2 separate regions of the Cricetulus griseus genome follow, and region 2 is linked to region 1. Evidence: chromatin contacts called from public Hi-C data. All regions are on one chromosome and are shown on one strand. The core of a region is the stretch at or near the end of the contact, and the rest is flanking DNA. Distances in the headings are between cores, read along the strand shown. Region 1 overlaps LOC100774011 (serine/threonine-protein phosphatase 6 regulatory ankyrin repeat subunit B). Region 2 holds the start of LOC100774011 (serine/threonine-protein phosphatase 6 regulatory ankyrin repeat subunit B).

The links. Hi-C and Micro-C count contacts between places; a contact is called where the count stands out from the background.
Region 2: a contact with region 1 is called in a Hi-C map of fibroblasts, with 3 times the contacts expected there. The contact joins the promoter of LOC100774011 here to the enhancer-like site in region 1. A contact is called at or near these places in 3 of 8 Hi-C or Micro-C datasets (the CHO-K1 cell line and fibroblasts).

Annotation. Positions count from the first base shown.
Region 1 is chr2:409,113,963-409,118,511 of CriGri-PICRH-1.0, reverse strand. It overlaps LOC100774011 (serine/threonine-protein phosphatase 6 regulatory ankyrin repeat subunit B), which reads left to right. Exons shown (of 28, transcript XM_035440952.1): 17 at 585-656. Among named protein-coding and RNA genes, the nearest start is that of Pgap1, 99 kb to the right of the region's middle. Within about 2 kb of position 1,396, at least 2 of the 6 cell types and tissues checked have open chromatin away from gene starts, as enhancers often do. A contact at or near this core is called in the CHO-K1 cell line and fibroblasts, where this site is marked.
Region 2 is chr2:409,357,357-409,361,589 of CriGri-PICRH-1.0, reverse strand. It overlaps LOC100774011 (serine/threonine-protein phosphatase 6 regulatory ankyrin repeat subunit B), which reads left to right and starts at 2,888. Exons shown (of 28, transcript XM_035440952.1): 1 at 2,888-3,116. The coding sequence starts at 3,090.

The DNA.
Region 1 (4,549 bases), core at 147-2,646:
TTGTTTCAGACTGGAAATATCACCTTGGAGAGGCCTTCCCTTCCCATGGGTCCAGGGTAACCCTCAGCCTCGTATTCCACCACCATGTTTTATTTTCATGGAGGCGCATGCCACTTCAAATGCTTCCTTGTTTGTATATTTATTTGTCTGTGTTTGGTTTCTTTTTCTAAACTGTAAACTTCATGACAATAAGGGAACTCACCTATTTTTTCCCAACAGTATTTTCTGTAAATGTGTATTTGATAATGAAATAAACACCAGCTATCATTTTTCACTATGAATTCTCTCGGGGAAATAGATGTAATATGCATGATATTTTCTGGATTGGCAAAGAAGCATCTTTTCAAGTACAAACATCTCTTTTGAGTAGCTAGCAAATGTCAAGTTGATCGGGAAGCTTAAGTCCTTGGTTTGCATGTCAATTGGAGACAGTGATACTTGATCTTGGCACTTTGTTTGCTGATACGCTGTAAAATTGTCTTGACGTTTGAAGCCTCGCTCCTTACTTATGCCCATGTTAGTAACCAGAAATCACAATTTCTTAATGACTCTTTTATTTATTGGTTTATTTTTTGTCTCCACAGCTTTTGGAAAGAACCAACACTGATTTTGAAGAATCAGATTGCGTTGCTCCCAAGAGTCCACTCCACTTAGCGGTAAGTGAACTGCCATGGGCAGCTTCCCATTTGTCTCACAAAGAACAAGTTCAAAAAAGTTAGCCTGCTGTTGAGATGTAGCCCAGAAAGGCAGTGATCGGTGCTAATGAGAATAGCAGAGGGTTGAAAGCATAGGCAGCCAAGAGAGCCTACTTCACATAGGCCTGGCTTCACCAGCCTCTCCTTACATACAGTTACCTACCTTGTCCTCCGTGTCCCATCTGTAGAACGGGGACAAATATAAAGATGAAGCCTGCATAAAGTTGCTACCACAGCAGGTATAATAAGTGATCACCGTAAGCTTTAGTCATTTTTTTATATAAAGGAAACATTTTGGCTGAAGATCTGATTATAGAGAATGATATGCAAATGTTAAACCTATGAATAATCAATGTCACATTTTCAAATGTCACAATTAAAACCTGTGTGGGTTTTAAACAAACCTATGTGAGAATAAAAGGGGTAGCAACTGTGTCATTCTTCCTGGTTTGCCTTTGGGCCTCCAGGGAGGTCCTGGCTCCAGTGTCCATGCTGGAGAGATCTGGGAGGGACAGAGCTCTCACTAGCAATACTCACTCCCCACCTCCTGGTAATCAGGGGAGACTTTTGACTCCTAAACTCTTCCTGGAGGTACTTCCACTCTCATAACTCTGCTTCAGATGGTATCTGACTCACTCTTAGTGATTGGCAGCTGTTTGAAAGAGCCCTGCTGCCTGGCAGTCACACCCAGCCACAGCCAGCTCGCCTGCCCCCAGCACTGTTGAATGGTGAACACTCAGTCATGCGCTAGTCATAGAGGTCCAGATGGTATTTAGATGTGTCTTTGTTTAGTAAATACAATGGGACAGGATTCAAGGAGAATGAAAAGGAGCCAGGTCTACTTTTAACAGGTACATTTTATCTATATGATGCACAAACACTTCTTTAGTGTTATTCCAATGAAAGTTTAGAGAGGGGAATGTTTTATTAATAGGTACCAGTGGGCATTCCTACAAGGTGAGAAGAGACAAGGCCTCGACACAAGGATTGGGAGTGTCCAGGGCCAGTCACTCTGTGAGGAGCCCACCCTCCACTGCCTGTGTCCCCACATACTTGCCAGCATAGCTGTAGAGCCCACTCATAGCCTCTGACACACCCATCAACACATCCACTAAACACATAAACCTTCTCTCATGCACACATACATTTTGGATGCTGTGAAATTAGCCATCGATCTTGGTTCCAGGAGGTAGACTTGGATGGAGAAGGTGGGTGGGCAGTGGCGTGCTCATATGGACAGGGTTTCATAGCAGTTGGCTCTGAGAGCAGGCTGCTCTTTCAATCCTGTGCAGCTGTCTTCTGTACCCAAGCAAGGTCCCCCGTGCTGCTGTCAGCTGTGCCTGACCCAGCTGTGCCAGAGCTGGGTATGCATAGATGCTCTTAGCCAGGGTTTATAGAGCCAAATCCTCATGCCCTTTCTACATGGAGCTGACTGAATTGCTACTGAGAAGAGAGTTCTAGGCTTCCAAACATTCTATCCTCATTTCTGCCCCCCTCCCCAAATTATTTGCTTTGTGTTCACTGTGTGTGAGGTGTGCTTCTGAGCTCTCTGGGTCTCCCCTCACATAGGGAAGGGTGGCATGGTGATGACACCATGGCAAAAGCAGTGCTGCAGCTGGCAGGGGGGGTCAGAGAAGACAGGGAGAGGCAGTGCTAGATGCCACTCTTCTCATCAGTAACTCATCTGAACATGTTTTCTTCCACTGTAAATTAAAGGGGGTGAATTAGTTAAGGTTCCTTTGAGTTTGTCAGTTTGTTAGTTGTGTGATGTTGGCCAAATACCTAACGTCTTGTGTCTCAGTTTCCCCACCCATCAGAAGGAAGGGATATCAGTGCCTCATCAAGAGCCATTGTGGGAATGGCATGAGCTAATTGGGGTAAAGCAATTAGAAGAGGATCTGGTGGCCCCTGTGTGTCAACATCCCAGCTTCATCCTCATCAGTACCAGTCTCTGTCCTCCAGGGGACACACACTGGCTATGAATAGTGCCAAACACTTTTCTAGGGGGAGATGTTACAGGGGAGGAATGAGGCCTCTGTCCTTGAAGAGTTTCCCATACTGAAGAGATATTAGCAAGTAATTGCAGGCCAGATGGTAATAAGTGTTACAGGAGAAAATGGAATGGAATCCATGCGGTGGAGTATTGAGGTGGCAGACAGGGTGCTATTTTACAGAGCTTAGAATATCACATCTGCACAGTGGGCCTGAGAGCTAGTCCCACTGCTATCTGACAGAAGGTGCTGGGCACAGGTGTAAAGTCCTGGCATAGGAGAATGCTTGGCATGTCCACAGAACAACAGTGTGGCCACCAGAGTGGGGAGAGAGCATGGGGAGAACAAGAACAGCCGCCACAACATCTCACAGGGCCTCCTAGTCTGTGGTAACAACTTTGAGTTTACTCTGAGCAAAACAGAAATCAATTGTTCAGATTTGAGGAGATAAAGGAGATGGTGTGACTTAGGTCTCAAAGGTCACAAACTTACAAAAGAATAGAAGCCAAAGCCACACGTAATGGGGTGACTCGACCAGAGTCATCCCAATGGACTTTTCCTCTACAAGCTAACACTTAATTTTTTTTTTTTTTTTTTTTTTTACTTCAAGTAAAAAAAGTAGGCTCATCACCCTCTCCAGAGTTTACTGGAGCAATTACCTTTATAAAACCCAAGGCATATTGTTCTTAGGTAAAAGCATTCTAGCAGGGAAATGGAACCAGATGCCCCTAACCCTTGACCCATAAAGAGACCTGACCTGCTCTGGGCACTATTTCCTGTCTGAATGATTTGAATCTCTGGGGTCATCAGCTCAGAGAATCTCATATCTTTCACTTGAAAAATTTAAATGAAGAAATGAGGTTGTGCAAATGGGGAGGGGGGCGCTCCAGGGTTGAGATTTCCAGATGGACTTGTGGTATCCCTGAAACGTGCCGGACTCCCAAATCCCCTCTCCTTGTTTACCCATAGTTTCCATCTTTAAAGGCTTAAGTAGATGAGTCATGATTAAAGCATTTAAGTTGCTTAATGATATATTTCTTGAAATAGTTTACAATGATAATTTAAATCATTTTAAAGTTCGGTACTCACAGTGACATCTTAGCATAGTAAAATTCATCCCTAATCAAGAAACTATTGGCAATGGTTGTCTGCTGGCAAAGAGAAGATCTGTTTTCTGCAATGGAGTCTCCCTAGGTATATCAACCACACTCCTGGACAGGACAGGTCCCGTGCCCAGGAGTGGATGGCTAACACAAAATGAACACCAACTGGTTTTGTTGTTGTTGTAGGCTTGTTTTGACATTTTTTTTTTGTCTCATTGGTTTGCTTTTATTATCATTTTTTGTTTTGTTTTTGTTTTGGGGAGAGGACAAGAAAATGAAATTGTGTGGGTAGGGAGGTAGGAGGATCTGGTAGGAGTTAGGGGAGTGGAAAACATGCTCAAAATATAGTGTATGAAAAAAATTAAAGAAAAAAAGGAAATACAAGCACATAGAAGAAACAGGAGAATTCATCATGTAGGTAAACTTGGCGTTTGAACTACCCTGAGTATTTTCTCATGCCCAGTACACAAAACCATCCAGACTGGAAGTAGAAAGCTGTAATTAGTAGGACTCTATCCATTGTGTTTTATGCTAAGCTGCTTTAACTAGAAAACAACAAATGGGTTTTTGTTCTTTTAATTGTGAGGATTAAAAGAGAAAGCACAGGGGCTAAGTACCTTCATTACAGCTGTTGTTCCAAAAATGCTCACGGTCTCCTGCCTGCATGCTTCTCCCCCCTCCCGTGTGTCTTCTCTTTATTAAACCTAAGTATGCTGGCCATTGTCCTTGTGTATCTACATGCATTGTAAGTTTTCTGAGG
Region 2 (4,233 bases), core at 1,639-4,138, 240 kb before region 1:
TAGACCACCAGAAGATTCAATAAAGTGGTGAATTCCTTGGGTTGTGTAGTCCACATTCTGGCACACATGGGTCTTACCAAGGCATCTCAAGTACTTTCTGTTCTCAGATCCAACCATCTGAGGTGTCTTTAACACAGTGACCAAGGCGAGCTTATATTGCATAAGCAAGTTGTTTGGGTTGAAGGCTAGTGCTTCTACCCAGAGAGTCACTTCCATGGCTGTTCTCGTGTTTTGTTTTGAGAGGGGGCCAGGCTGGCTTTAAACTTGATGTAGCTGAGAATGACCTTGAACTCCTGACCTAGTCTGCAGTTCTGAGATCAAGGCACTCTGGTCTTGAGGTTTGAGAGGCTGATACCACACATTCAGATTACTCTGCGTCGGTAAGTGCTCTGAGACACAATGTATCCACAATGTTACTGCTTTGTCTTCTAGTAGGCTTGCGCTGTATGCATCATTTATCTGTTGAAATATGCAGCCACTATATCTCCCCATTTGTTTTTCATTTATTATCTAATTAGGGCAACATATTGAATTTTAAAATAAATTTGTGTAAGTAGATATATTATGTTTGAATTTCAATTCAGGGTAGTGAAGGCAATGTTAAAGGTACTACTTACAATTTCTATGAAAGAGACTTCTAGGGTTCCAGTGACAGCCTTCTGTGGCAGCACTCACTTGGGATGCAGAAATAGGAGGACTGAGAGTTCAAGGCCAGATTGACAGTAATATAGTGAGACACTGTCTCAGAGAGGAAGGGGGTAGGTGGGTGGGTGGGGGACTGACTCTGACTCAAGAACTCATGCATATGCATATTTTAAGTGAATCTGTCAAACTATATAATCTGTTATCTCTCTTTTAGAAATATGATTATATTTAGCTTGGGAATTCCCTGTTTTATTTACTTACAAATCTATGCAAGATATTAGTGAACAGTCTGCTGAACAGCAGCATGGGGGGTGCCTCATACACACACACTGTGTGAAACAGGAGTGTGGAGGTGCCTCATACACCCCCCCCCCCACGGTCTATGGAACAGTAGCATGGAAGTGCCTCAAACACACCACAGACAACCTGAGTTGTGTTTGAAAAGAGTCTGGGGACAATGACTTTGTGGGGAAAGTGTGTCTGATTATCACTTATGGCCAAGGAGGGGGACCCAGGAGGGTGCTTCCTCAGGTCCCCTTCTCTGCAATGAGTTGAACCCAATCTCTAGGGTGGGTTAGAGTAGCTTTGGGATTTAGCTGTTCACCAGCTAGCATGGGTTGGTGATATGCAAGGATGTAAACAACTGCGGTCACTCCCCTCTACCATGAAATCTTCGGTGAGGCACTGACACGGGGAGAAAAATCTATAATTGGTTTGTGAGGGAACTACAGAGCACTCTCTAGCTGTGACTTGTTCAACAGGCCTGAAGGCTTGCTCCATGGCCTGCTAGGGGCACTTATGGCTTCCTGGGAGTGCCCCCACCTCTCACTTCCCTGATTAACTTTTCTTTCTAGATCTCAGCTTTCCCCCTCTCTCACAGAAGCCTGCCCTCATCCACCAATCTGGTCTGGCCTTTTCCTTCACAAGTACCCCTCCTCATGACCCCTTATCTCAGTCTGAAATCATATCAATCAGCAATGACTATCTGGTTTATCTGAGCATTTTACTTGCGGTTTCTATTGTTGTAATAAAAAAAAATGACCAAAAACAACTTGTGGAAGAAAGGGTTTATTTCCACTTACACTTCCACATCACTGAAGAAAGCCAGGGCAGGAACCTGGAAGCAGGACCTTGGAGGCAGGAACTGAAGCACAGGCTATTTACAGACTTGCTTCTCATGGCTTGCCCTGCTTGCTTTCTTACACACCCAGGACCAATCATCCAGGGGTGCCATCCCTCACAGTGAGCTGAGTCTTCCCAAGTTAATCATTAGTCAAGAAAACACTGCATCGGCTTGCCCCCGAGTCAATCTGGTGAGGGCATTTTCTTAACCGAGGTTCTCTCTTCTCAAATGACTACAGTCTGTGTCAAGCTGAGGTAAAAACTAGCCAGCCCAGTATCTTATCTGCTTACACCCCGTTTTATTCCATGCCTATCCTCTGCCTGAATTAATAAGTTATCTTCCCAGATTTCAGAAGCACTACGGATTGCTACCACTGTATTAGAAACCCATGCTGCTGGGCAGCTGTCTTCTGTCTGTGGGCGGGGCGGGAGGGGAGGGGGGAGCATGGCAACTTACACACTAATTCAGCAGGATTGTGCAGCAATTTAGAACTGTTCTCTTTTTTAATTTTTTTTCTTTTTCTTCTTCTCATTGCTACCCCAGCCCCAAGTCCAGGCTACCAATTTAGGGTAGTGTGTGGTTTAGCTAGGAGGTGGCTGCAGAAGTTGAAATGAAGGGCCCGAGCCCCTGTTCCTCCCGCCCCTACGTGTTAGGGAAATACTGGAATCCTGAGCCCAGGGCCTCCGCTATGTTAAACAAAGAGACTGTCCACACTGCGGCCAGGTGGCAGAAATTTGGAGCGCTGGAGCAATCTGATTAGGGAAGAGGTTTAGGGAAAAGGGGGTGTGACGCAGTCTCCAGGGTGAAAGTTGGTGGCTTGTGAGTGGCAAGATTTCTGGGCCCCTGGGGTGTGTCTGCGAGGGCTTGCCATCAGTCGCGTGCGCGAGGGTGGGATTGCTGGGGAGGGTCGCCGTCAGCCCCCCACCCCCCATCCTCGGGCTTCTGACAGTGCGGGGTGCAGGTGCGGGAGGGCGCCGGGGCCGCGGGCTGCGAGGAGCCGCTGCGGGCGGCAGGAGGCAGCGTCGGCCCGGGCGGCGCGAGGGAGGCAGCGCGCGGTGATGTCAGTGGCGGCCCAGCTGGCAGCGGCCGGCACTTCCTGTATAAAGGCGGGCGGGCCGGGCTGCGACTCCCGCGAGCCGGGGTTGGGCTCTGGGCTGCTGGCGGCAGCGGCGGCGGCGGCGGCGGAGCAGTGGGAGGGCTGTCACATTCGGGAGCCCGGCTCCTGGCGGGTCCCCGCGCTGTCCCTTCCGTTTCCCCGGCTCCTGGCGTGACATCTGCGGAGCTGAGACCTGTATGTGTGCGCGCGCGCGGGAGCGGAAGAATGGCAGTGCTCAAACTCTGCGACCAGGTAGGGACGCCGGGCGCCGGGCGCGGGGCGCGGAGAAGGGGGCGCGGCGGGCGCGGCGTGGAGCGGAGCGGAGCGCGCCCGGAGCTGTTTACGCGCAGGCTGGAGCGTGCACGGCCGGCCGCGGGGCTCAGCTCCCGCGCAGTCTCCGCCCTGGGCCGTCGCAAGTGCGCGTTCGCGGCTGGAGAGGGTCGGCAGGGTGCGGGAGTGGCCGCCGTGCGCGGGGGACGCGGGCCGCCGCCGCAGCGACCGGGGGAGGGGGAGCCTCGGGCCGTGCTGCGCACTCGGGAGTAGTCAGGCTGGGGTTGTCCCGGGGAAGGCTGCCCTCGGGGTCAGGAGGAGGAGGAGGAAGGTGGACGCCGGGAGAGAGGCTCGCAGCTCTGGACCTCTCCCCCTCGCCAGGCAAGAGACTGGCCCGGATCCCCGCTCCGGTGCGGCCGGTTGTCTTCATCCGTTGGATAGGACATCTCGACTTCCTCTTTAGTTGCCCAGAGGCTGGGTGTAGGGTGCGGGATGGGGGTGCTGAGAGATGCGCGCTGGGCTCCGATCTCCCAGTCGGAGGTGAAGTCAGGTCCCAGGGTGAGCTTGCAGATGCTGGTGCGCATCAGCTTTGTTGCTTTTCTGGCTGAGACGTCACACCAGGCAACCCTGGAGTTCTGCTTGAAGCAATGGGGTTATTTGGTGAATCCTATTGACAGTCCTTGCTACACAAGTGGACATTGACACTCATGGAAGCCCAAGCAAGTTGCGAGATTGAGAGACAAAACAACAAAACAAAAAACCCAAACCTCTTTGCAGCTCTTTAAATGAAAAACAAAAACAAAACACAAAACAAAACAAAAAAACATGTTTTTCCAGGCCCGGGTTTATTCATCCACAGTGAAATATTGTTTTGGGGGCCTGACAAACGGAGAGGCAGTCTTGACTTTGACACACGGTGCTAGACAGGCCATTAAACACCTCAAACTATTACTGCTACGACTACTACCACTTTCTCCTCCTCCTCCTTTTTTGATTTTTTGAGACAGGGTTTCTCTGTGTGGCTTTGTAGACTATGCACCATGCTGGCCTTGAACTCACAGAGATCCGCCTGTCTCTGCCTTCTGAGTGCTGGGATTAA